Regions from separate parts of the Mus musculus genome. Here regions 2, 3, 4, 5, 6 and 7 are each linked to region 1. A link is a contact called in public HiCAR-type, HiChIP or PLAC-seq and promoter capture Hi-C data. All regions are on one chromosome and are shown on one strand. The core of a region is the stretch at or near the end of the contact, and the rest is flanking DNA. Distances in the headings are between cores, read along the strand shown.

The links. Promoter capture Hi-C pulls out the DNA fragments that hold promoters and counts their contacts. HiCAR-type assays count read pairs that join an accessible place to other places. HiChIP or PLAC-seq counts read pairs in DNA pulled down with a chosen protein or histone mark.
Region 2: a FOXA1 HiChIP or PLAC-seq map of pancreatic cancer cells shows a contact between it and region 1. The contact joins the promoter of Degs2 here to the promoter of Hsp90aa1 in region 1. A contact is called at or near these places in 3 of 39 promoter capture datasets (hippocampal neurons, liver and pre-B cells) and 1 of 115 datasets of contacts at active chromatin or transcription factors (pancreatic cancer cells).
Region 3: a promoter capture Hi-C map of liver shows a contact between it and region 1, with 4 times the contacts expected there. The contact joins the promoter of Zbtb42 here to the promoter of Hsp90aa1 in region 1. A contact is called at or near these places in 2 of 39 promoter capture datasets (liver and pre-B cells), 1 of 115 datasets of contacts at active chromatin or transcription factors (pancreatic cancer cells) and 1 of 9 other capture datasets (liver).
Region 4: a contact with region 1 is called in a promoter capture Hi-C map of liver, with 8 times the contacts expected there. The contact joins the promoter of Siva1 here to the promoter of Hsp90aa1 in region 1. A contact is called at or near these places in 2 of 39 promoter capture datasets (liver and pre-B cells) and 1 of 115 datasets of contacts at active chromatin or transcription factors (pancreatic cancer cells).
Region 5: a contact with region 1 is called in a promoter capture Hi-C map of pre-B cells, with 11 times the contacts expected there. The contact joins the promoter of Yy1 here to the promoter of Hsp90aa1 in region 1. A contact is called at or near these places in 10 of 39 promoter capture datasets (the 3T3-L1 cell line, 3T3-L1-derived adipocytes, cranial neural crest and 5 more), 5 of 484 Hi-C or Micro-C datasets (the G1E-ER4 cell line, embryonic stem cells and muscle stem cells) and 6 of 115 datasets of contacts at active chromatin or transcription factors (astrocytes, embryonic midbrain, extraembryonic endoderm stem cells and 3 more).
Region 6: a promoter capture Hi-C map of liver shows a contact between it and region 1, with 10 times the contacts expected there. The contact joins the promoter of Slc25a29 here to the promoter of Hsp90aa1 in region 1. A contact is called at or near these places in 3 of 39 promoter capture datasets (hippocampal neurons, liver and pre-B cells) and 2 of 115 datasets of contacts at active chromatin or transcription factors (astrocytes and microglia).
Region 7: a HiCAR-type map of astrocytes shows a contact between it and region 1, with 4 times the contacts expected there. The contact joins the promoter of Wars here to the promoter of Hsp90aa1 in region 1. A contact is called at or near these places in 4 of 39 promoter capture datasets (the 3T3-L1 cell line, cranial neural crest, hippocampal neurons and 1 more) and 5 of 115 datasets of contacts at active chromatin or transcription factors (astrocytes, embryonic midbrain, extraembryonic endoderm stem cells and 2 more).

What each region holds. Positions count from the first base shown.
Region 1 is chr12:110,694,717-110,697,960 of GRCm38.p6, forward strand. It overlaps Hsp90aa1 (heat shock protein 90, alpha (cytosolic), class A member 1), which reads right to left and starts at 1,679. Exons shown (of 11, transcript NM_010480.5): 1 at 1,536-1,679; 2 at 803-964; 3 at 336-702. The coding sequence starts at 964.
Region 2 is chr12:108,700,588-108,703,831 of GRCm38.p6, forward strand. Degs2 (delta(4)-desaturase, sphingolipid 2) reads right to left here and starts at 1,719. Exons shown (of 3, transcript NM_027299.5): 1 at 1,574-1,719. The coding sequence starts at 1,655. Gm40572 (a long non-coding RNA gene) reads right to left here. Exons shown (of 4, transcript XR_872978.2): 4 at 2,937-3,244.
Region 3 is chr12:112,677,347-112,680,590 of GRCm38.p6, forward strand. Zbtb42 (zinc finger and BTB domain containing 42) reads left to right here and starts at 1,494. Exons shown (of 2, transcript NM_001100460.1): 1 at 1,494-1,599; 2 at 2,030-3,244. The coding sequence starts at 2,047.
Region 4 is chr12:112,643,276-112,646,519 of GRCm38.p6, forward strand. Siva1 (SIVA1, apoptosis-inducing factor) reads left to right here and starts at 1,553. Exons shown (of 4, transcript NM_013929.2): 1 at 1,553-1,809. The coding sequence starts at 1,692. Gm30101 (a long non-coding RNA gene) reads right to left here and starts at 1,492. Exons shown (of 3, transcript XR_381987.3): 1 at 1,407-1,492; 2 at 39-167.
Region 5 is chr12:108,791,753-108,794,996 of GRCm38.p6, forward strand. It overlaps Yy1 (YY1 transcription factor), which reads left to right and starts at 1,545. Exons shown (of 5, transcript NM_009537.4): 1 at 1,545-2,339. The coding sequence starts at 1,661.
Region 6 is chr12:108,834,399-108,837,642 of GRCm38.p6, forward strand. Slc25a29 (solute carrier family 25 (mitochondrial carrier, palmitoylcarnitine transporter), member 29) reads right to left here and starts at 1,478. Exons shown (of 4, transcript NM_181328.3): 1 at 1,254-1,478. The coding sequence starts at 1,287. It overlaps Mir345 (microRNA 345), which reads left to right and starts at 2,575; the gene lies at 2,575-2,670.
Region 7 is chr12:108,892,554-108,895,797 of GRCm38.p6, forward strand. It overlaps Wars (tryptophanyl-tRNA synthetase), which reads right to left and starts at 1,621. Exons shown (of 10, transcript NM_001164314.1): 1 at 1,516-1,621. It overlaps Wdr25 (WD repeat domain 25), which reads left to right and starts at 1,719. Exons shown (of 7, transcript NM_177602.3): 1 at 1,719-1,760.

The DNA of each region.
Region 1 (3,244 bases), core at 429-2,928:
AGGGCAATGGTTACTATTCAAAGCCTCCATGCTTGCTGGAGGTTTCCTAGCAGCTAACCTTCCCCACAAATGCAAAGGTCTCCAAAGCTTTAACTTCCTTGCCCAAGATGTACAACTGAGCAAACAGCCATACATTTTTCCTATTTCCTAGCCCAGGTCCTGAAGCTCCCTTTAGATTAACAATTTTGTTGAAAAGCTCAGGACTTAGCACTAAGGCTATGTATGCCAGACTGCTCTTTAACTCTTCAACTCTCCAAGTTAACCCTCTCAAGCACTTACTGAAGTTAACCAGACACCCCCTACAATTGAATACATTCCTTTTGGCCTATGCCTACCTGTGTCAGTCCTCACTGTGAAGGATCCCCCAGCTGAGGACTCCCAGGCATACTGCTCATCGTCGTTATGCTTCGTGATGACAGTCACTTTCTCAGCAACCAAATAGGCAGAGTAAAAACCAACACCAAACTGGCCAATCATAGAGATATCTGCACCAGCCTGCAAAGCCTCCATGAAGGCTTTGGTGCCCGACTTGGCAATGGTGCCAAGGTTATTGATCAAGTCGGCCTTGGTCATTCCAATCCCGGTATCCACAATGGTCAGGGTTCGGTCCTGTTTGCTGGGAATGAGATTGATGTGCAGCTCCTTCCCCGAGTCCAGTTTACTGGGGTCCGTCAGGCTCTCGTAACGGATTTTATCCAGAGCCTATTAAGAAAAGATTAAAAATGAAAAAACCGTCAAGCGCAAACCCCAAGGTGAAATTTTCAGGGAAAGCAACGTCCAATCCTCCAAGTGGTATACTCACGTCCGATGAATTGGAGATGAGCTCCCTCAGAAAGATCTCTTTGTTCGAGTAGAAGGTATTGATGATCAAGGACATTAACTGGGCAATTTCTGCCTGAAAGGCAAAGGTCTCGACCTCCTCCTCCTCCATTGGTTGGTCTTGGGTCTGGGTTTCCTCAGGCATCTGGAACACAGAGGACGACTCTAAAGCCTCACAGAATGGCTGCAGGCGTGCTAACGACCGCCCCTCCTCTATAGAGGTCTCTTACCGACTCTATTTTGGACTAAGAAAGGGACGAAATAGAAAAGGGCGACGGGGCGGGGGGTGGATGACAAAGGGATGACCTCATTTCAGAATGCGGTAATTACGAAGCGCATGTGCGCGCCTCCGGGAGGACGTTCGGACCCGGGCGGCTCCACGCACGCCGTTCCTAACGGCCACCCTCCCCCAACCCGCCGCTATGGCGCCTCCCTCGCCCGCCCGCGCCTCGGCGGCACCGGCGACAGCCCAACCCTCGCTTCGCTCGCCCCGCGCCCGCCTCGCCGCCGCCACCGCTCCTCCTCGGCGGCCATTGCCGCATCCCCGGCCTGGGGCGTAGATATGAGGCCCGCCTGGGGCCTAGGGTCGGAAGCCATGGCCGCCCACCTCCGCGGGCTGAGGGAACTCGGATGGTGGCCCCGCTGCCGCCGCGGCGCCAGCAACCTACGGCCCTGCTCCCCAAGCCCCCGCTAAGTCCGCCTGCGCCATCACTCACCGTGGCTGAATGAACACGCACGAGACGTGACGCTCCGCACCAGGACACTGAAGCAACTGGCGCGCCGCCCCCTGCGCCGGCCTTATATAGAGGCGGGCCCGCCCAGCGCGCGGCGCTTCTTTCCAGAAGCCTCCGGAACCTTCCGGAAGAACCCTCCCCAACCGTCGCCTCGGCCGCGCGCCCGCGCCTGCGCAATGGACGGGCCCCGCCCCTCCACCTGGAGCGCGCCGAACCCGCGCGGAGAACGAACGCAAGCCCCTCCTCCACAGCCAGGTGCTCTGCACATGCGCAGTCCGGAACGCTCGGCGGGCCGGGCGCCTTCCCGGGCCGCACGCGCGCGCGCGGACGGGCCGGCCAGCGCATGCGCCTGAAGCCTCCATGTGAGCCCTGTGGTCTAAGGCTTCTTTTCCCCGGCGCTCTGTAAAAGGGACGTCCCCATGGGAACGCGCGCGTGTTGTGTGAACCTCGCGGTCCTCTGCGGCGCTTTAGGTCCTTGCAGGCAAAAGGTCCCCCTTCGGGCTCCCTTTGGGAACGCGGACCCCGCAGGAGGCGAGTCCCGCCCCCCCCCTGGCTTCCACCTTGATGGGTGGGGCGCCTCCCGGACTGGGGTTCTGGTTGCGTAGTCTGAATTTCAGGGCTGACCCCGCTGGAGTGTGTTCTGAAGCCTTACAGTGGGCTTACTGAGAGACCTTACACGGTGGGTCTTACAAATCCGTCCAGAGTGCTTGGGGATTTCTCTTTGACCAAAAGCTATGACCCTCAAATTGGGCGTTGTGAGGGATTTTGTATCAAATTTGTGCTACCTTAATTTACTGTAATTTTGGGGCTGGAAAGATGGCTCTTCCAGTAAAGGTGCTTGGGTTTGATATCTGCCACCCAGAGCGTGGGAAAAAAAGCTAGCCTTCAGCGCTGTGTCTCCCACGTGCCCATACACACACACACTCGCACAGTGTGAAAATAAGTGTAAAGGACTAGAGAGATGGCTGGGAGCAGTTAGTGGTGCCAAACACGCACGTTAAGGCAGCTCACAACCACCAGTTACTACAGTTCTTGGAAATAAACTATCCTCTCTGGCCTCCACGGGCACCAGGAACACACATGGTGCACAGGCACACGCAGTCAAAAAATGGTCATATAAAACACTCTATCCTGATTTTTGAAGCACCTTCATATGGTGTACATACGAAGTTACTTTGGGCGATTAACGTGACCCAAAAGATAGTTTCCTTGTTTGTTTATCTTTAATATAGGCTTCGGTTTCACTCCCCATACCTTTCCTTTGGGTTACTCCCACCCTGTATTTCCTATTTCCGCATCTTTTCCTGCTGACAAAACGATTACTAAGATTAGAAAGAAAAGGGCTGGAGAGATAGCTCAGTGGTTAAAAGCATGGACTGGTCTTCCAGAGGACCCAGGTTCAATTCCCAACACCCACAAGGCAGCTCACAGCTGTCCATAACTCCAATATCTGACACCTTCACACAAACATACATGTAGGCAAAACACCAATACACATAAAATAATAAATAAAAGCTTAGAAAGAAAAGAAGCCGGGAAAGAGGAAGCCAGGCAGTGGTGGCATAAGCCTTTTTAATCCAAGCACTCGGGAGGGAGTCAGAGGCAGGTGGATTTCTGAGTTTGATGACAGCCTGGTCTACAGGGTGAGTTCCAGGACAACCAGGGAAACCCTGTCTGGGGGAGTTGGGGGG
Region 2 (3,244 bases), core at 469-2,968, 2.0 Mb before region 1:
TGGACCAGAGCGTCCCCCTCACTTCCCTACAGCTCCAGCCCTGCCACTGTTCCCCCATCAATCTTCTAGGAAGGCTGGATGTGTTCTAAGGCTCATGGTTTTGTGGTTAGAAAGAGAGATTTGGGGCTGGGGTGTGGTCCCCTGGCAGAATGCTGCTTAGCGCATGCGAAGCCCCGGGTTGATTCTTCATAGATGCTGGGGGTGGGGGTGGGCGCCTTTAATACCCCAAGTGGGAAGGCAGAGGCAGAAGGATCCAGATATCAAGGTCATCTATAGGAAGTCTGAAGCCAAACGGAACTAGAGAGTTTTGGCTCTGCGGTGCACATCTTTAGGAGGCAGAGAACAACAGAGGACCACAAATTTGAAGTCCACTTGTGCAGCTAGGAGTCAGGAACCTTTCATGTATCCTAGAGTCCCAGATACCTTACCCGCTCCCATCCCTCAGGAAGCCTACCTCATCCTCTTAGCAATGTACCAGGCAATGTAGAATGTGACCACATTTGGCAGGTCCCTCCCTCCCCCCCCCCACCTCTGTGTGTGTGTGTGTGTGTGTGTGTGTGTGTGTGTGTGTGTGTGTGTGTGTGCGCGCGCACCCGCACATGCAGACACACACAGGTGTGGTCTTTCTGGATCCCATGAGCACGTGTCCCTGTCCCTGTCCACAGGTCTTCCCTACCTAATGCCAGGTGCCCAGAGAATTCAGAAAGGGAAACTGGAGAGACAGGGGAGAAGCTGAGGAGGCCCCTGCTCCAGCCTCAGCACCCTCAGGCACCTGCTCTCCTCCTGTGGCACAGGAAGGGGAACCAAGGTCCCTTCTGCTGTGCCTGGTAAGTTCACAAGAGTAGGGAGGATGCCTAACCCAGACATGTGGGAGACAACCACAAGAACAAACCCACAGAACAGTTTCTAGGTCCTGAGCCCTCAATTGCAGCTGCAGCAGCAGCTCAGGCACAAACTGAATTTGAAAGATGTAAAAGTCACAGGGAAGCTTGCACAGTTTAGGGGCCGGTCAGGAAGATGTCAAAAAAGTGAAAGCTCCAAGAACAGACCTATCAGTTCAAGACCTGGCCAACGACAACCTGGAGACCAGGAGACCAGCCCGGATGCCGCTGGCAACTAAAACTGAAGGTGGCCGTTGAATAAATGCGAGTTAAACTTACTCGAATTAAACCCACAGGAAACAGCATTGCTGATCTGATGAAATACAAGCGTTTACAGATGCTCCAGCGCCAAAGGGATGGCTGGAGAGAAGGGAGTGTAGCGTCCTCCAGCGCGCAGCGGGGTATCCGCATGACAGTGCCCACCCTGGGACCTCGGAGAGATCCACCGCAGGAAAGCTACTATCCTCCGGTGGGATCTTCGGGGTCTCCCGCGTCCCCAAGGAAAAAGGCATATCCTGCTTCCTGAGCAGGGTCTGCACACAGCAGGCGCATACTAGCTGCAGGCGAAGAACCCGCGGGGCGCGCTGGCCCACCACCACACCACCCCTGACCCCCGTGCGCACTGTCCCCCGCCCATATCCTATTCACCCCATTGTGGCTACTGTGTCCCAGCTAGATTCGCGCGCGCTCACCGAGCATCTCCTTGCGCCTCTGGGTGTGCGGCTGGTCGCTGTAGACCCACTCGAAGTCGCTGCGGGCCGCGCTATTACCCATGGTGGGGACGTTGGAGCCCTAGCGAGCTCTCCGCTGCGCAGTGTTCACCTGTCACAGCATACCTAGGTGTCGCGGGCGGGGACCTAGGGACCCGGGCGGGGCCGGGGGCAAGGGGCGGAGTTGAGGCTAAGTCTCCTCGTGGGCGGACCTAGGGGCGGGTCGCGGTGGTCCCCTGGAACCCAAGTGGCCTGGGTTGGGAGATGCGGTCACTCCTGCACCCTGGCAGTCCTGCAGGGGCCGCCAGTAATCTTGGATTCCTGGCGGTGTGGCAAAGCCCCAGGCAACTTGTAGGCGGTGCGCTCCGGTGCACACCTGTCTCCGCGCCAGGGTTGCCTTATCGTGGAGCGCAGTTCACGCTGGGACTCATGGGTGTCTGGGTCTTCTGATTTGGGCGTTCGGGTCCCCACAGGGGAGTAAGTGGGAATGTTGGGGGAGAAGAAGCTGGGAAGAGGGCTATCTGGAGCTTGGGACAGGCAGGCCCCAGCAACGTCTTCCCAGCGTGTCCAGGCAGAGTGACATAAAGACACAACAAAAATGCAGAAGAGTCAAACACGAGGGCTGGAGGTATAGACATGATTCAGGGTGATCTGTGCCATGGCGCAGATTGGTCTTGGAGCAGCTTCTGCACTGGATCTTGTAGGACAAGTAGCTCAATAGCCAGAGAAAGGGGAGGAGATTGATGGTTAGGGGATCCGCAGGTGCAAGGCTTAAGAAGTAAGGCGCCTCGGGCATCCTTTTTTTTTTTTTCTTAATTGGATATTTTATTTATTATTTATTTACATTTCAAATGCTATCCCCTTTCCCCATCCCCCCCAGAAACCCCCTATTCCATGCCCCCTCCTCCTGCTTTTATGAGGGTGTGCCCCCACCTACCCACCCACTTCTGTCTCCCTGCCCTCTCATTCCCCTACACTGGGGCATCGAGCTTCTTAGGGCCAAGGGCCTCTTCTCCCACTGATGCCTGACAAGTCCATCCTCTGCTACATATACAGAGCCCTCCATGTATACTCCTTGGTTGGTGGTTTAGACCCTGGGAGCTCTGGTTGGTTGATATTGTTGTTCTTCCTATGGGATTGCAAACCCCTTCAGCTCCTTCAGTCCTTTCTCTAACTCCCCCATTGGGGACCCCGTGATTAGTCCAATGGTTGGCTTCGAGCAACTGCCTCTGTATATGGCAGGCTCTGGCAGAGCCTCTCAGGAAACAGCTCTATCAGGCTCCTGTCAGCAAGCTCTTGTTGGCATCCACAGTAGTGTCTGGGTTTAGTGACTGTATATGGGATGGATCCTCGGGTGGGGCAGTCTCTGGATGGCCTTTCCTTCAGTCTCTGCTCCACACTTTGTCTCTGTATTTGCTCCAGTGTGTATTTTGTTACCTTCTAAGACATACCGAAGCACCCACACTTTGGTCTCCCTTTGTCTTGAGCTTCATGTGGTCTGTGAATTGTATCTTGGGTATTCTGAGCTTTCAGCAGGAGAGGGCTTGGTCTGTGACAGCAGAGCTCTTACCTGCTCTCCCCCTGCTTCTGCTCTTCCAGAGCCTTAGAGCCTGGCCTCTCTATGACCCTGCCTAGCACAGGGGACAAGACCAA
Region 3 (3,244 bases), core at 244-2,743, 2.0 Mb after region 1:
AAATATAGTCAAATGTGCATTTCAGACACATACATTTCTTTTCCAGGGCAGGAAGTTGAGACTGGGCCTTGCCATGTAGCTCAGGCTGGTCTAGAACTTGAAATATCCCTGCTTCAACCTCCGTTTAGTACAACACTGGTTTTCTTCCCTGTAGAATCTAGGTCCTCCAGGAACCCTGGGAGCCCCCTTGGGCTTCCAATACAACTTTGAACAGGCCCCCTGGAGCTGTCCCCAACAGCCAGAAAGCCCCACTTCACAACTGGGTACTCTGTTCTGAGTGTCTAATGAGCCGGGCAGGGGGTTGGGGGGAGAGACAGGACTCAGCGGCTGTCTCTACCCAGAATGCCTTTGGATATTCTACCCAAACCCCTTTCCCTGTAATTCCTGTGCAAGACCTCCTTCATACTTACCCTCCAGCTCTCTATGTGGTGCCCACCCAACATTATTGGTCCCTGGACTTCTAACAAATGCAAGGTGAAAATTCGGAACGGGCCTAGCCCCATAGGAACTCTGGCTCTGTGATTTGGTACTGCGTGGCCCCTCCCTCACGCTAGAACTGTAAATGAGAGTGTCTAACTGACAAGCTTAATGAAGCTCAACGTGAGCGATGTCTCAAGCAACTTCAAGCCCCCTCAGCTAAGAATACCCCTCCGCCTGCACACTTGGGAGCCATTGGTGTAGCCCATGCCAAGGGGCCTCGACTCCTCTAAACCCCGGGCTCTATTGTCACGTCCTCTCCCCAGAAGAAGCAGGAGTCTCCTCAAACCCTGCTGACCCTGATTCCCCTGGAACACTGTGCCCAGGGTGCCGGCCCTGGCCTCTCTCCATATCACTCCTCCTACATCCTGTGTGTGACCTGTCTGCCTAACTCCGGAGGTCTCCTGCCACTTCTCTGTGATTGTGTCTTAAACCCATCCCACCACATCTGCCCTACCCAGTGCCCTCTGTCACAGATCTTAGTGCGCTTGACTGTCAGCCCAGGGTCTGCAGAGGGCGGTAATTCTCTCTCTGAGACCCCAGCTCCACGGCCTGTCCCAGATGTGTTAACGTGAATTCAAGAGAAATCTTCATAGGGCGAAGTGAATTTCTTTTTGACATTTGTGGTCTCTCATTGGCGCCCTGACCCATCTGAAGGACCGTCTTCCAACGGGTCCGAGGCCATTGTCCCGTAGTCCACGGAGAAGCAACTGCCCCTTTGTCCACCAGGGCAGTCGGGACCCCATGGAGGACACAGAGGCCCAGGAGACAAGTATCGCGAGAGGGTCCCGCACCCCCTCCCGTCACAGAGTGCGGCGGGCTAGCTTCTAGCGGGACTGACCGGGTGGGGCGGACAGAGAAGGGGTAGCGAGGTGACCTCAGCGGTTCGGCCGCTCCGGGAAGTCGCCCGGTCCGCCCCCTCCAGCTCCAGCCGGGAGTTTCGCTCTTCGGGGCGGGGCAAGCAGCAGGCGTTGCCCCGCCGGCCAAGTTAGTGCGCGCCCCGCCCGGCGCCGTCCGGGTCCCCGCGCCCTCCCGGCCGGGGCGCGCCGCCCCCAGTTCGGTGCGGTCCGAGCTGCACGGGAAAGCTTGCAGAACGAGCGGAGAGCCGCGCGTGCGGCGAAGGTGAGCACAGGGGCGGGTACTCGGCTCCGCCTGCCTAGCCGGCCGTTCCCCACGGCCGCGCTGCCATAAATGGGGCCGACGGCAGCGGTGGCAGCTGGCGGCGGTGCGGGCGGGCGGCGACTCTGGCGTCGGGGGGCGCGGCAGGCGGGGGGGGGGGGGCGAGGCAGCCTGAAGTCCTGACTTCTTTCTGTCCGCGCGGCTCGGCCCCTCCGCTGCGCCCCGAGCCCCGCCCCGGCGGCAGAGCGGCTTCTGTTTACTTTCGATCGAGTTTTTCCTGCTCCGGGCAGGTGCCGGGGCAGCTCAGGGCTGGCGGTTGCGCGCGTCACTCCCGCGCCTCTCTGTGGGCTGCCTGCACCCGGGAAGGGCGCGTCGGGGCGAGCGGGGGCCACGGCATCCCCGGCGTGTTGACAGGCGTCCCGTTTGTGCCCAGGTGATGACTGCGGCGGCATGGAGTTCCCGGAGCACGGCGTACGGCTGCTGGGCCGCCTGAGGCAGCAGCGCGAGCTGGGGTTCCTGTGCGACTGCACTGTTCTGGTGGGCGACGCGCGCTTCCCTGCGCACCGCGCTGTACTGGCCGCGTGCAGTGTCTACTTCCATCTCTTCTACAGGGATCAGCCCGCGAGCAGCCGCGACACGGTGCGGCTCAACGGCGACATCGTCACGGTACCCGCCTTCAGCCGCCTGCTGGACTTCATGTACGAGGGCCGCTTGGACCTGCACAACCTACCTGTCGAGGACGTCCTGGCTGCCGCCAGTTACCTGCACATGTATGACATCGTCAAGGTCTGCAAGGGCAGACTCAGAAAGAAGGACCCAGATCTGGAGACCCGTACGCTGGGGACAGAGCTTCCTGGGCAGCCACCACACCCCCTGCCTTCCTGGTCCCCTGCCTTCTGCCAAGCCGCACCAAAGGCCAAACACCCATCTCTAGGGGTCAAGGCTACCCATCCCCTGCCAACATTTGGACCTCCGTCTTGGCAGGTTGCAGAGCAGTCAAGTGGGGCCCTGGACCTGTCACTGAAGCCTAGCCCAAGACCGGAGCAGGTACACCCACCCTGTCGCCTCCAGACATCCCTCTGCAGCTCCGTACAGCAAGTGGCGCAGCCTCTGGTGAAGGCTGAGCAAGATTCGTTCTCAGAACAAGATAGCAGCAGCCCGCAGAGCGCGGACCGATCCCCACCACCAGTCTGTGCTTCTGCAGCCCAGGGCCTGGCAGTGGACTTGGAGCCACTGCACATCGAAGGGACGGGCAGCCAGCAGCTTGGGCTGCCTGCAGAGCCAGTGCTCGACAGTGAAGAGCTGGGTCCCAGCAGGCACCTTTGCATTTGCCCGCTATGCTGCAAGCTGTTCCCTAGCACCCACGCACTGCAGCTGCATCTCAGCGCCCACTTCCGGGAGCGGGACAGTGTCCGTGCCAGGCTCTCCCCCGAGGGGTCCGTGCCCACGTGCCCACTCTGCAGCAAGACCTTCTCCTGCACATACACCCTGAAGAGGCATGAACGGACACACTCTGGGGAGAAGCCCTATACCTGCGTGCAGTGTGGCAAGAGCTTCCAGTACTCACACAACTTAAGCCGGCATGCTGTGGTCCACACGCGGGAGAAGCCCCATGCCTGCCGCTGGTGTGAGCGCAGATTCACACAGT
Region 4 (3,244 bases), core at 303-2,802, 1.9 Mb after region 1:
CCCTGGGCCCAGCATATACAAACCACAGCCATCCTGACCTTATTACCCTTCAATCATGACGTCATCTGAGGACGGAGCCTTCAACACTTCATATTCATACTAGAACGGGAGTCAGGCCCAGTGGAACCCCATGGCGCTTGTACAGACTGCACTAGGAAGTGCGGATTCTGGGAGGAAAAAGTCCATTATCTTAACATGAACAACAGCCTTCTTAGTGGTGGTTCCTGGGACAGGTCGCTGGATTTAAGCCATGCAGTAGGGGACAAACGCATGACTCCACACAGAGGTATCATCCATTCTGCACAGTTCTACAACCGGGGAAACCACCATTTGGGGGTGGGGGTGGGGGTGGGGAAGCACAGCAGTCAGTAGTCACTGGACCCTATTGTCCTATTTAGAATTGTGCTCCTTCTTTATGTCGAAGGCCTAACTCCCAAGAGTCAGAGTGTGATTGTATCTGGATACAGTTTTTTGTTCGGTATTTTGAGACTGGGTCTCTCTACCTAGCCCAGGCTGGCCTCCAACTCACAGAGATCAGCCTGCCTCTGCTTTCTGAGAGCTGGGATTAAAGGTGTGAGCCAACACACAGGGCTGGTGGATATAGTCTTAAAGAGTTAAAACAGGGTCCTTAGGGCAGAACTTAATTCAAAGTACTGGGTGTTATTATGAGATGAGGACACACACACACATCCAGTAAGGACACAAAAGTTTTTATTTGTAGATTCTGGAAGACAGAAGCCTGCAGAGAACCTGACACTTTGATCAGAGACTTCCATTCTACAAAGTCTGGAGAATTAACGGGTGCTGTGTGTACACTCCGGGTCTCCTGTACTCCAAGATGAGCACAAAACTTAATGCACCCGAATAACTGACGTTCCGATTGTGTAGAAATAGAAGGACTGAGAAACCCCTCAGCATCACTGTTTTGCCTGTTCAACATGTTAGAAGACACCACAATATTTTTAAATCCTGACCAGCGGACCCGCAGGTGACGCCATAAACCCTCAGGCTCCCTGCCCAAGATCAGACCTAAGGGAACACAAGAGGAACTCGTAGGGGAAGATGGGTGCCCGTATCCACTAAGATCAGGAGCTGGGACAAAACCCGCCACCCTACTGTTTGATACTGATATCTCACCTATCACCTATCACCGTTGCTTAGCGACAACAGAGCCTTCAGGCTTTTCGCGCGCTGAGCCCCGCCCTCGATCTCGTGCTGGTTTATGCAGAGCCCCTTAGCACACGAGTCCCGCCCCCAACGTAGCATCCCGCTAATCCCGCGCCCCACCCCAGAGCCCCGCCTCTTAGTTCCCGGCCTATCCTGAGCTGTGACATAAACTAGCCCCGCCCCAACACAACCCCCCCCCCCCTCGGCCTATCCCGTGCCACGCCTTGCGCAGACCTCACCTCGCCGCGCCAGCGCCCTTGGCCTTTTCCCGCGCCCTGCATTCCAGCCACTGCCTCCCTCAGCCTATCCCTCGCCGTTAACTGCGTAAGTCCCGCCCCCGACGTCACTCCGGCCTATCCCGCGCAGCGGGGCCCGTTTGAGGCGAGCCCCCAGCCTTTCTCCGGCCTATTGGGCGCCGCGCCCTCGTCGGCTCGGGCCTCCGCCGCGGTCCGAGGGCGCCGTGACGTGTGCTCGGCGCGCGGCGCGCTGCGCGCTGCTGAAGGCTGTGTCTGGTACCCGCTACCATGCCCAAGCGGAGCTGCCCGTTCGCAGACGCAGCCCCGCTCCAACTCAAAGTCCACGTGGGCCTGAAAGAGCTGAGCCACGGTGTGTTCGCCGAGCGCTACTCACGCGAGGTCTTCGGTGAGTGTGGACTTCCGTGGGTAGAGCGCGCTACGCCGCGCAGGGCAGCGGGAGACCGCGGGAGCGTCCCGAGCGCTCACGGTGGATGCTGCTTCAGGCGGCTCCCGGAGAAATCCGAGTCGGACCCGAGTGCTGCCGAGCGGACTAGCCTAGCGCGGGACCGACGCGGGGACTGGGTTCGAGTGGGCGTGATGGCGTAGACTGCCCTGAGCCCTCGCAAGTGGCCTTTGTAGCGGATGGATGTTGCTGAGCATTGCCTTGCAGTGATGGCTTTCTGGGGCAGGTGTAACGCAGTGTACCGTAGCTTGGCGCAGTTTGCGGCCGTATAACTTTGAGCGGTGCCGCTGCGCCTTTGGAATGTGCGGGAAAACAAACTCCCTACGCAGCCCCAGTATTTGTCCTTTCCCTCTCTGTACTCTGGGAATGCAAACTCAAGTGCTGAGACGCAGGGGCGATGCGTGAAGGGACAGGACTGAGCTGCAAAGAGTGTGCCTCCCCCCACGCCCCCCAGTCTAGACATGGCCTGGCGTCGTGGCTTGTTTTTTGACGCCAGCACTCAGAAGGGAAAGGCATGGGCTTTATGGTGAGATGTCTTAAAACAGCAATAACAATGCAAACACGGCCCAGAAAATGCCTCAGCTGGTTAAAGTGCAGTCTATGCAAGCCTGGACATGAGTCAGGTCCCAAGAACATACAGTAGGAGAGAATTCCTGAAAGTTGTCTTCCGACCACACTCATAGTAACTAAATAGCCAAGTAAATTAATTTTTTTTAAATGTAAGCATGCAGTTGAAAAGAAGGCCTAAGTGTTAATTGGAACCTAACAGCCTGGCTCTACCCTTCTGAGGACTTGTGTGTTGGAGCATTTGCCAGGCCACTCAGAGCCAGCCAGTCAGGAAGGGGTGCAGGGCTCTAGCGAGTTTTATAGTACACACAGTTTACCAAAACCCCAGCCCACACTCTGGACTCTGCTGGACCAGGAGGCCTTAAGGAGAAAATTGCTCTCATAATGGAATGTGGGTTTGAGCCCCACCTGTGTTAAGAGTACCCCTCCAGGAACTCTTCCCATTTCTTGTTTTTCAGACAGGCTTTCACCGTGTATCTTAGCCTGGCCTTGAACTTAAGTAATTCTGTCTTAAAGTAGGAGGCAACTGAGCTGGGAATAGCCACTCTCTTTGAGTTTTTGTTTGCTTCCAGTGTCACAGAGAGGTCCCTGGGTCGTGGGAGTGAGTATTTCTAGAACTCGCAACAGTGTTTCCCTTTAGGGCTCCCTGGGCCTGAAGCCCGAAAGGAAGCAATCCACTGTTATAGGTGTGAGCAGCCAGTTACCCGGGGTTGGTGGGTGGCAGGGCTGGAACATCTGGGAGGTCTTTGTCAGGGGGTTGTTGTCATTGTCCCTTTAGTAAAGTTGTTCACTGGCCTGGCAATGGTTGTAG
Region 5 (3,244 bases), core at 295-2,794, 1.9 Mb before region 1:
ACTCCGGTAGATAAAAGTAATCCAGAATATTCAACAGATGAAGCTGACCGTTAAATCTAAGAAACAAATAAGATACACTTGGCTCAAATTTTCGGTTCTTGGAAAAAAAAAAGGCAATCTAACTTTATGTTGCTTTAAACCACACCTGGTCTATCGAAAGGAAGCACAGAAGAAACACTTCACTACAATGTATCTTAAGCAATTTGATGATTTGAACAAGGAAAACCTAAGCTGTTACTTATAATAGGGAAATCACAAAAGACATGGAATTTTCAAAGAGCTAAATGCAAAGACTATTTAAAAGGAATATTTTTAAATAGTCCTTTTCGGCAAAAGGAATGTTTATGAGCGAGGAATAGGCGAAGCCTGTGTCAAGTTATTCAAAGATAGAAGGGAGTTTTCAGAAAGCTACAATAGTGGAGTCGCTCGACAGGAGCAGCCAGACCCTTCGTTCCAACAGGCACCCAACGGCTGGGTCTCCGGTTTCCGCGGGTCATAAAAGAATAACGGACACACTTCCAACGGTGAACCCTAGGCTGCGCGCGCCGCTTCCGCTTGCCGCGGTCGCCTTCGCGCGCCGCCCACCGGCACGCGACCAAAGAGCCCGTGGCAGCACACGGTCGGCTACGCCGTCCGTGCCGCTACCGCACGAGACCCCGAGTAACGAGTAAAGGCAAAACGAACGGGAAACCAAAAATCAAGCACAGGCGTTTCTCGTCAGAGCAGACTTTATTGCGGCCACGCGGCCGCCGGTCGCACGCCCCGCCGGCAGCACGCCAGCCCCAGGCGCGCGCCCCCCTTCACCCCAGCTCGTTACCGTGCGCCTGGGTCGCGCGGAAAGTTCGCCGGCTCCCGAGGCGTAAGGCGCAGCGCCGACGCCCCACTCCTGTCAGCGACTGGGGCCCCGGAGCGGCACTTTTGTCACTGTTGCACCGCGGACGCCGGGGTTCGCGCGACGCCGAGCGCCGTAAGGCGACGGCGGCGCGGAGCTGACGTCACGCGCCGGGGGGGCCAGCCAGCGCGCGTGCGGGCCGCCACGCCCCCTACCCCAGCGGGGGCCCCCCCAATCGGGAGGACCCTGGTTGGGAGTAGGCGGGGCCCCGGCGCCTCGAGGGGCCCTGCGATTGGTAGCGAGGGAGGAGCGAGAGCCGGAACAGCGAGTGGGGAATCGGGGACGGGGCGGGGCCGAGAGCCCCGCGGAAGTCTCGCGAGGCCGAGCCGGAGCAGAGTGTGGCGGCGGCGGCGGCGGCGAGATCTGGGCTCGGGGTTGAGGAGTTGGTATTTGTGTGGAAGGAGGCGGAGGCGCAGGAGGCAGGGGGCAGCGTAACGCCGGCCCGGAGGGCGGGAGGAGGCGCGGCCACAGCCAGGGCAGGCAGCCGAGGCGAGGCGAAGGCAGGCGGGGAAGCAGGACAGGCAGCGGCCGAGCGAGCGAGCGAGCCAGCGCGGGGCGCACCGATCTCGGGAGGCGGGGAAGCCCCGCGGCCGCCGCGCCCGCCCCTTCCCCCGCCGCCCGCCCCCTCTCCCCCCGCCCGCCCGCTGCCTTCCTCCCTCTGCCTTCCTTCCCCACGGCCGGCCGCCTCCTCGCCCGCCCGCCCTCCCTCCCGCAGCCCAGGAGCCGAGGCCGCCTGCCGCGGCGGCCGTGGCGGCGGAGCCCTCAGCCATGGCCTCGGGCGACACCCTCTACATCGCCACGGACGGCTCGGAGATGCCGGCCGAGATCGTGGAGCTGCATGAGATCGAGGTGGAGACCATCCCGGTGGAGACCATCGAGACCACGGTGGTGGGCGAGGAGGAGGAGGAGGACGACGACGACGAGGACGGCGGCGGCGGCGACCACGGCGGCGGCGGGGGCGGCCACGGGCACGCCGGCCACCACCATCACCACCACCACCACCACCACCACCACCCGCCCATGATCGCGCTGCAGCCGCTGGTGACGGACGACCCGACCCAAGTGCACCACCACCAGGAGGTGATCCTGGTGCAGACGCGCGAGGAGGTGGTCGGCGGGGACGACTCGGACGGGCTGCGCGCCGAGGACGGCTTCGAGGACCAGATCCTCATCCCGGTGCCCGCGCCGGCCGGCGGCGACGACGACTACATAGAGCAGACGCTGGTCACCGTGGCGGCGGCCGGCAAGAGCGGCGGCGGGGCCTCGTCGGGCGGCGGTCGCGTGAAGAAGGGCGGCGGCAAGAAGAGCGGCAAGAAGAGTTACCTGGGCGGCGGGGCCGGCGCGGCGGGCGGCGGCGGCGCCGACCCGGGGAATAAGAAGTGGGAGCAGAAGCAGGTGCAGATCAAGACCCTGGAGGGCGAGTTCTCGGTCACCATGTGGTCCTCGGGTGAGTGCAGGCGGCGCGCCGCCGCTCGGGATGTTTTTGTTTTGAAGGGAAGCCATGTTTTATGTGTGTGATGGGCGCCGCCATCTTCTCCGCCCGGGCAAGTATGGCGGCCCCAAAAGATGGCGGGGGCGGCGGGCCGCGAAGATGGCGGCGCGGGGGAGGGGCGGCGCCCGGCTAGGCCGCAATGGCGTAGTTTGTGCGAGCGGAAGCGGGCTGGGGCGGCGGGCGGGGAGGGAGGGGCCAGCGCCCCTCCACGCCCGAGCCAACGGACGTGCGGCGGGGCCGGTTGAGGGCGCCGCCCCGCGCCGGACCACCCGCCGGGCGTTGACAGGGCCGTGGCGCAGGGCGGACGCGCGCCGCTCCCCCGCCGTCCCCCGGGGGCTGTCGGGGCCCCGCCCCGCTCGGCTCCGCTCAGCTCGGCCCCCTCGGACGCGAAGCGTCTCCCCGAAGCCCTTCCCGGAGCGGGCGGCGCATAGCCCCGCCGCAGCTGCCCCGCGGTCACGCTGGCCCAGGCCGTCGCCGCTGCGGGGCGGGACTTGGGTGGCACGTAGGGCGCTCGTGTGCGGGTTCGGCGGCCGTTGGAACCTGTCACCCGCGCTGCCAACGCGCTCCTCGCCTGATCGACCTAGAACGGGAGTTAGGGGAAGGAAGAGCCACAGCATTTCAGCGGCCTTTACGCGTTGTGAATTTTGTTTTTTAAGTCGTGGGCCCTATGCAGACAGACTGGGCTGGTTTACACAGCTTAGGATATTTGCCAACAAACTAATAAAAATCGCTTAGTTATCAGTATCTCTGGTCTTGTTTTCCCCCACGAAAAGAATAAAAAAAGTGGATAATTTGTTTTACTGATTTAATACGCCTTTTAGCGAAAGTCAGGAAGCCTGTGTAGGGCACCGAAGAGTTCC
Region 6 (3,244 bases), core at 228-2,727, 1.9 Mb before region 1:
GGTGACCTCCACCTCTATTCAGCTGAAACCTCAGACGTGCATGAAGTCAGTGCTTGACTTCACGTAGTTGGGCACTCTCTACACACCCTGGGTGAGAATGCAGACCAGGCTGGAGACAGGGCACATGACCACCCTGAGACAGGCTGGTTGAAGACAGATGGGTATCCCAGGCAGGGAGGGCCTACTTGAGCAAGTGCCCATGGGCTTGTGGGACAGTGGGGGTGCTCAAAGTCTCTATGCAAGCCTGGCCTCAGGGTGAATATATGCTCCCCAGATCAACTGTATATCCCAGGCTACAAATGGAGGTAACTCTGGCCCTGGGGAAACTGCAGTACAAGGGGGTCTTGGCCACGGCAGGAGTCCTGGCCATTGAAGATGCCCTCACCTGCCCTGTTACAGCTGGGGCTAGCATGGGGCTCTTTCTGGGTCTCTAATTCTCCACCTGCTTGTGGAAATCTCTGTGGCCTTCCCACAGCTTACAGAAGAAAGACTTGGTGACAGTCTGGTGGTTCTCAAGCACCTAGAGGGTACGTCACTGCTCAGGGAAGGCATTCTGCCAGACAGCAATGTTCTCCATCCAGGAAGAAGCAAGCACGGATTAAGCACCTAAGGCCAACTCCAGCCTATCACTGTTCCAGGAGAGACCTTTCCGGGTAGGGCTATGAAGGATGAAGACAGCAGGACAGGTGGATGAGGAGCCAGGTCTGGGCCTCAGAGCTGAACATATAACCAGCCAGACCACTACCACCTCAGTCGATTCACCTGGAATCCCAGCGGCTAAACCAGGCTCTATTTAATACTTAGTAAATAAACTAATCCTCTAGGCAAAAGGAAAGGCACTAAACGTTCAACAGGTCCGCACGGTAGTGTCATGGGCAGACCTAGCCTGCTCTCAGCTTCGAGCGCTCTTCAGTCAGGTTGACATGACCATTTATTTGACCACCCGGTGGACCGCCTCCTCCTCTCCTGAGCCCTCCAGCAGCTTAAAGCAATGCATGGGAAGTGCTGGGCGCCTGGGGTCGGGCCAGCCTTCTAGGAGGTCGCGCGGTGTCACCAGCCTCGCTCAGACAGCTGCGGGAAGGGATCAGTAGGCTGCGCGCCCGCATCCTTCTGTTCTGTCCCTGCCTCCGGCCAAGCCGCGGTGCTGCCAGGATCCCCAGACCTTGCACTCAGTGCGCACGGAAGGGTCAAGAAGACACCTGTCGCCGCGTACCAGCCAGAACGCCCGCCTGGCATGCCGGTCATCTCCTTACCTCCGGCGCATCCAGCCAGGAAGTCGAGCGCCATGGCCCGGCCCGGCGAGCCGGCTGTGTCTTACTACTCCTCGGGCCCGGCCCGCGGTTGGCCGTCGCGACTCCTGCTATCTGGCCTCCGGGCGCGCAGCCGGGTCGGGGAGGCGACTGGATGGCGACTCCTAGAAAAGCACTCCCCTGGCGTCCAGCTTGCCGGGCCTCACCTCGCACCGCTCGCACCGCCCCGTCGGCCTCAGCCCCCGCGGGGGCAGAGCGCAACCAATCGGTAAGCGAGGCACGGACACACCCCGTGCTCCGGGTGCCGCCGCCAAGTCTCATTGGCTGGGCGCGCCTGGAAGGTGTGGCCTCGGGCGCGGCGGGCGGGGGTGCCTCCCGGCTCAGTAGACAAAGACTGTGCTTCTCGGGCCCGCCCGCACGGCGCAAGGAAGGGGCAGTGCGGTGGGCACACTGCACACTGGAGCCCAGAACCTCCCAACCGCACGGTCCGAAGGGCGGCGCTCGATCTGCTTCAATCCTCGGACCCCTCACGGTATTTGGATGCGACTCTCCTGCTCAACCTCATCGTCCTTGCCTGTGTCAAGAGGACACAGTGGCGAGTGCACACGTGGAACGCCGCGACTCTCCCAAGGCCTACTTTGGTCTTGGACTCAGCTTGCTGGGAAAGTTCGAGAACGACCGCCCACTTGGAGGGGCCTCTGAGGCCCCGGATCTTCTTAAGCGAACGCGCAGGAGTACTGAGGACCCAGTGCACCCAGGCAGAGACAGGGACTTGAGTTTGAAGGACGTAGAAACGTTTTCAAACAGAAGGGGCCTGTGGATGGGGCCTGAGGATGGAAGGGTGCCGCCAAGCCCGACGTGTTCCTGGGAGCCGCCAGCAGGCCAGATCAGGGGCGCGGGCATCTGACTGCAGCTCTGGGCCTTGGGACAGGGTGAGCTAGGTGCAGGACAAGGAGCAAGCAGATATTCCAGGCTTGGAGAGCATTAAAGTTGAGGTGGGCTAAGAACCCGACGCGCCGCCCCCCACCCCCCCAGTTGCTGGTAATATCTACAACAGCAAGGAGTCTGGAAGCAAGTCCAAGTGATGGATACAGCCATCACTTACCGGGCCTCTGCTGGTCGTGACTTTCTTTTAAGCTGAGAGTGGAGTAACAGACTCCTGTGGTTACTCGAACTCTGCTCTTGCCTCTCCCCTCCCTAAACTGGGCGCGGAGTTGTGGGATGGCAGATCTGATGGAGGGGCAGCTCTGAGACCAGGGACCCCAGTGTTGTTTGAGAGGTGGTGTTTATCCTTGGAATTGAATGGACCCTTCGTGAAGCCGACACCCAAGTCCAGGCCTGCTGACCCCTAGTCCAGTGCTTGTGGTGGCTACTGGGCCCTGAACTAGGGGTCTGGAGACCTGGGTTTGATCTCCACAGGCTTTGAGTCATCTGGATGCCTTCTAAAGGCAGGTGGTAAGAGGAAGAAGGAAGTACACACTGGAACTGGGGTGATTGTAGGATCCCTCCTGAGGCCTTTGCCATTAACCCCAGCAATCCTCCTGCAGGGACACAGCCATAAGAATACCCTGGGGTCCGGTGGTAAAGCTCGGGTCTTCACGCCTCCACCCTGGTTTCTGGTTCTAAGAAACGGGAGGGCATCCGATGAGACAAGACGGCTCTTTCTGCCTGTGGCTTCGAGACAGGCTCTTGATATGTAGCCCAGGTTGGTCTTGAACTTGACACCTTCATGGCCTGCCTCCTGAATGATGACACCTGGTTACCTTTTCTTTCCCTGGAGGTGGAACTCGGGGTCTCATGCATGCTGGGAAGGCAAGAGGAGAACTTCCTGAGCCTCATCTCTTCAGCCCTTGTTCTGTGTTGAAGGGAACGTGCGTCAAAAAGCCAGAGAGAGGAAGACAGGTAGGAGCGTGGGAGAGCCTGCCTTCATGCGGATGTCATTCCTGGCATTAGCTGTGTGGAGCTCTGACCCCCTCTACGGAAGGGTTCAGGAG
Region 7 (3,244 bases), core at 371-2,870, 1.8 Mb before region 1:
GGCAGCTTGGAAAGAAGGTGGCCTAGGAAACTTTCTAGATACCTTGGAACTGTAGTCTCAAAGAGTAGATAACAATAGTTGCAGATTGACATGATCGCAGAAGACAAAACTTGGGGATAGATGATGGTGGTCTAGTTAATGAAAGGTTATTTTCCCAACTAAAGGCATTGGAGATTGAACCCAGAGCCTGGAACATGCCAAGTTAGCCTTTTAACAGTTGAACTACAAGCCGAGCCCTATGAATACTACCTTAAAAGAGAAAGACACTAATTTACAAAGACAGACATTACAGACTCTGTTGTCACAATAAGAATGTCAACGTATTCAGACACTGACCACTTAAGGAGGCCAGATCAACCGGAGCTTTGAAGATGCTGAAGGGCAAGCTCTGAATGCAAACAGGTCACTGGGCACCCACCACATCTACTCAAAACCAGGGCATCACCTGAACCTGAGTCAACTAGATGAAATACATGCACAACATCCCAATCCAGACACACACCCTCCTCAAGTCTTCAATGCTCTCATATGAGGTAGGTGACCCAAACCAAACCACTGCAACAACAGAAAACACGCTGCTAGCCTAGCAGAGAAGGCAATACGTACCCTGGCTGTGTAGTCCAAGGGTGCTCAAGCTGGACAGCTGAACATATGAGACTGCCCAGCCAGGGTGGAGGTCTTTAATACTCTCCTCTTCCCCTTTCAGTTTCTTTGTTTGTTTCTTTTTTTTTTTCTTTTTTTTTTAGAAGAGACTATTGTTTTTCTTATCTGCTTTGCCACACCCTTTCAGTTTCACTTACTGAGGGGTTTCCTAGAAATCACTCAGGTTCCCAAAAGCATTTGAGCCATTTGCCCAGCTTTCTTCAAGAGCAAGTCCAGCCACTGGCTAGCTACTTGGGCCGTGGGAGGAGGCGGCTGAGGCCAACCAAACTCTCAAGAGCCCGGAGCTACTTGTCATTGCATTGCATCAGCTGTCCCTTTCTTCAGGTTGACCGCCATATGACCTCCCCACCCTCTTCCTTTCCCGCCCCCACAGCATCATTGCAATTGTGTGTAGTGTAGCGACAAATAGGACGGGCATATCGCTTTGTACATCACTGCCTTCCCGAAGCAGCCTTGCTCTGAAGTTGTGCACTGCAGCGGAAAGATAGGCTTTTAATGTTGGACATAGAGCTTGGTGTGCTATCATAAAACCGTGGGCAAGTAGCGTTCCTTCTCTGCTTCTCTTTAGGATTCCTCATCTGTGAAACGGGCACCAGGGGCTTTACAAACACTTCGTACAGGGCAAAGAGATCCTACAGGGCAAAGCCCAGGCGGTGGGAAACGATGACAGGCTGGGTGGGCGGCGCCGCCGCAGCCTCCCGGTCCCTCGTGGTACAGGTGCCCAGAGAACAGACAGCCCGGTTCCGAGCTGGATCCTCGGGGCGCGGCGCCGGGGCGTCAACCGAAGGCCCCGGCGCCACCTCGGCATCCCTCCCTCGCTCCCGGCGCAGTGACCACCCCCTCCTCACTTACCGGCGGCCCCCACTTCGGCCCCACCAGTCAGCACCCCCAAGTTCAGCCACCGGTACCTCTTGGGCGTCCGTGGAAACACCAGCCGGCTGGAATAACTTCCGGTCTCGGCATGCCGCTATTGGCTGTCCAGGCAGAGGAGGGCAGAGACCATCTCCGATTGGCTGAAATTGCTGGCGTCGTGGTGGAACGCGACTGGGCGGCCCGAGTGCTGGCCGGACCGTTGTAGGGGTGGACCAAGAGCTTCCGTGTGTGTGTGTGTGTGGTGAGCGGCGGGCCCGGGAGGGAGGGGGCCGGGATGTGGCGGCCGCATGCTTCTCGCTTCTTAGCGCCGGGCTCAGCTCGCCGCTTGCCTTCCTGTTCTTCCCGTTCATTCCTAGAGTGCTGTGCTCTGAACTCTTTACCCATTAGTGTTGACAGCTTGGCTAACTTACTCATCCTTCAAAACCCGTGTCTGTTTTTTGTTTCCCATCCTGTATCCATGGCCTCTGGGGCAAGATCCGTGTGAATTTCTACCCACATCAGATCTATCATAGTGCCTAACACAGAGTAGGAAACTAGGACCCGTGTGTTGAACGGGAAAATTCTGTCTTTAACTTTCCCAGTTCCCTGCCCCATCACCTTGCTGTCTGCAAATTCATCCAGATTGAGGCTTCTTGGACAGTGAGCTAAGCACACAGGACACCCTGCCCCATGTATCCGTGCTCCCTTTAGCTTTTCAGTATTCGACTTCAGTCCTCAGTCCTCTTTTTCCCCCATTTAGCCTCTTCCTCTTGGTTTCACCTCCCCCCCCCCCCCTTTCTCATGGCATTTTTTGGACTTGGGTACAAGATGGCTACCATCATCTCCTAAACGGTGTGCATCTCTCTCAGCCGTCTCCCTTCATATATGTTTTCTTGACTCACCCTTGACTCCTCTTCATTGGTATTGGTTCTGTTTTAGTCACAGTATTGTGAACACCTTAGTTCCCTCAACCTCTTCAGAGCGTCACACTGGTGTAGTCTCTCTGAGACCTGTCTCAGCTCCAGAAAAAGATGCAGTCTTGGGCCCAGCTACCCTGTATCCTTTTCCTTTTGAGTTCACAAGTCCACGACATCGTCTGGCTCACGAGTCAGGGATGTTTTTGTCTTTCTATGGCTTGGGAGTGTGATGAATGAAGGACATCATTTACTGTTTTGCCTACTGTGGCAGATGTTGAGTGAGAGAATGAAATCTATGTGTGGTGCATCTGGTGTCCAGTCCCTTGCTGTCGTTCATTTTCTATCCCCTGTGGAGCTGATGAGCCACACTGTCCTCAGATCTGCTATAGGCCTCTTTTGTGAGTCTACCCTGCAGATAACCGTGTAGCTTAAAACCCAGGCTGTGACCGAGCTCTATATAGTATGGTGGTGGGAATCAGATGGGTTTCATTTGAGGAACCAGGAGATTGGCCTCAACTCCCTGCTGAATATGTAGAGATCAAATTATTTGCAGAGCATGGGTCTATCTCTGTGTGGTTAGTCTCTAGTGGGATCTTAGTTTGGTTGGAGAGTGGAAAGCTGGTTTTAGAAGTCCTTTTTCGAAGATGTTTCTAAATGTGGACATTGTTACCTGCCTGGATTCAGCTGCTGGTAGGAATGATAGCTACAGGCATTGGATGATGAGCAGACTTGTATGGCAGTGGGATTCTTAGGGCAAATAATGCCATTAGGGGACAGATGTGGAAGGCTTTGAGTGGAATTTTGGAGCCCAG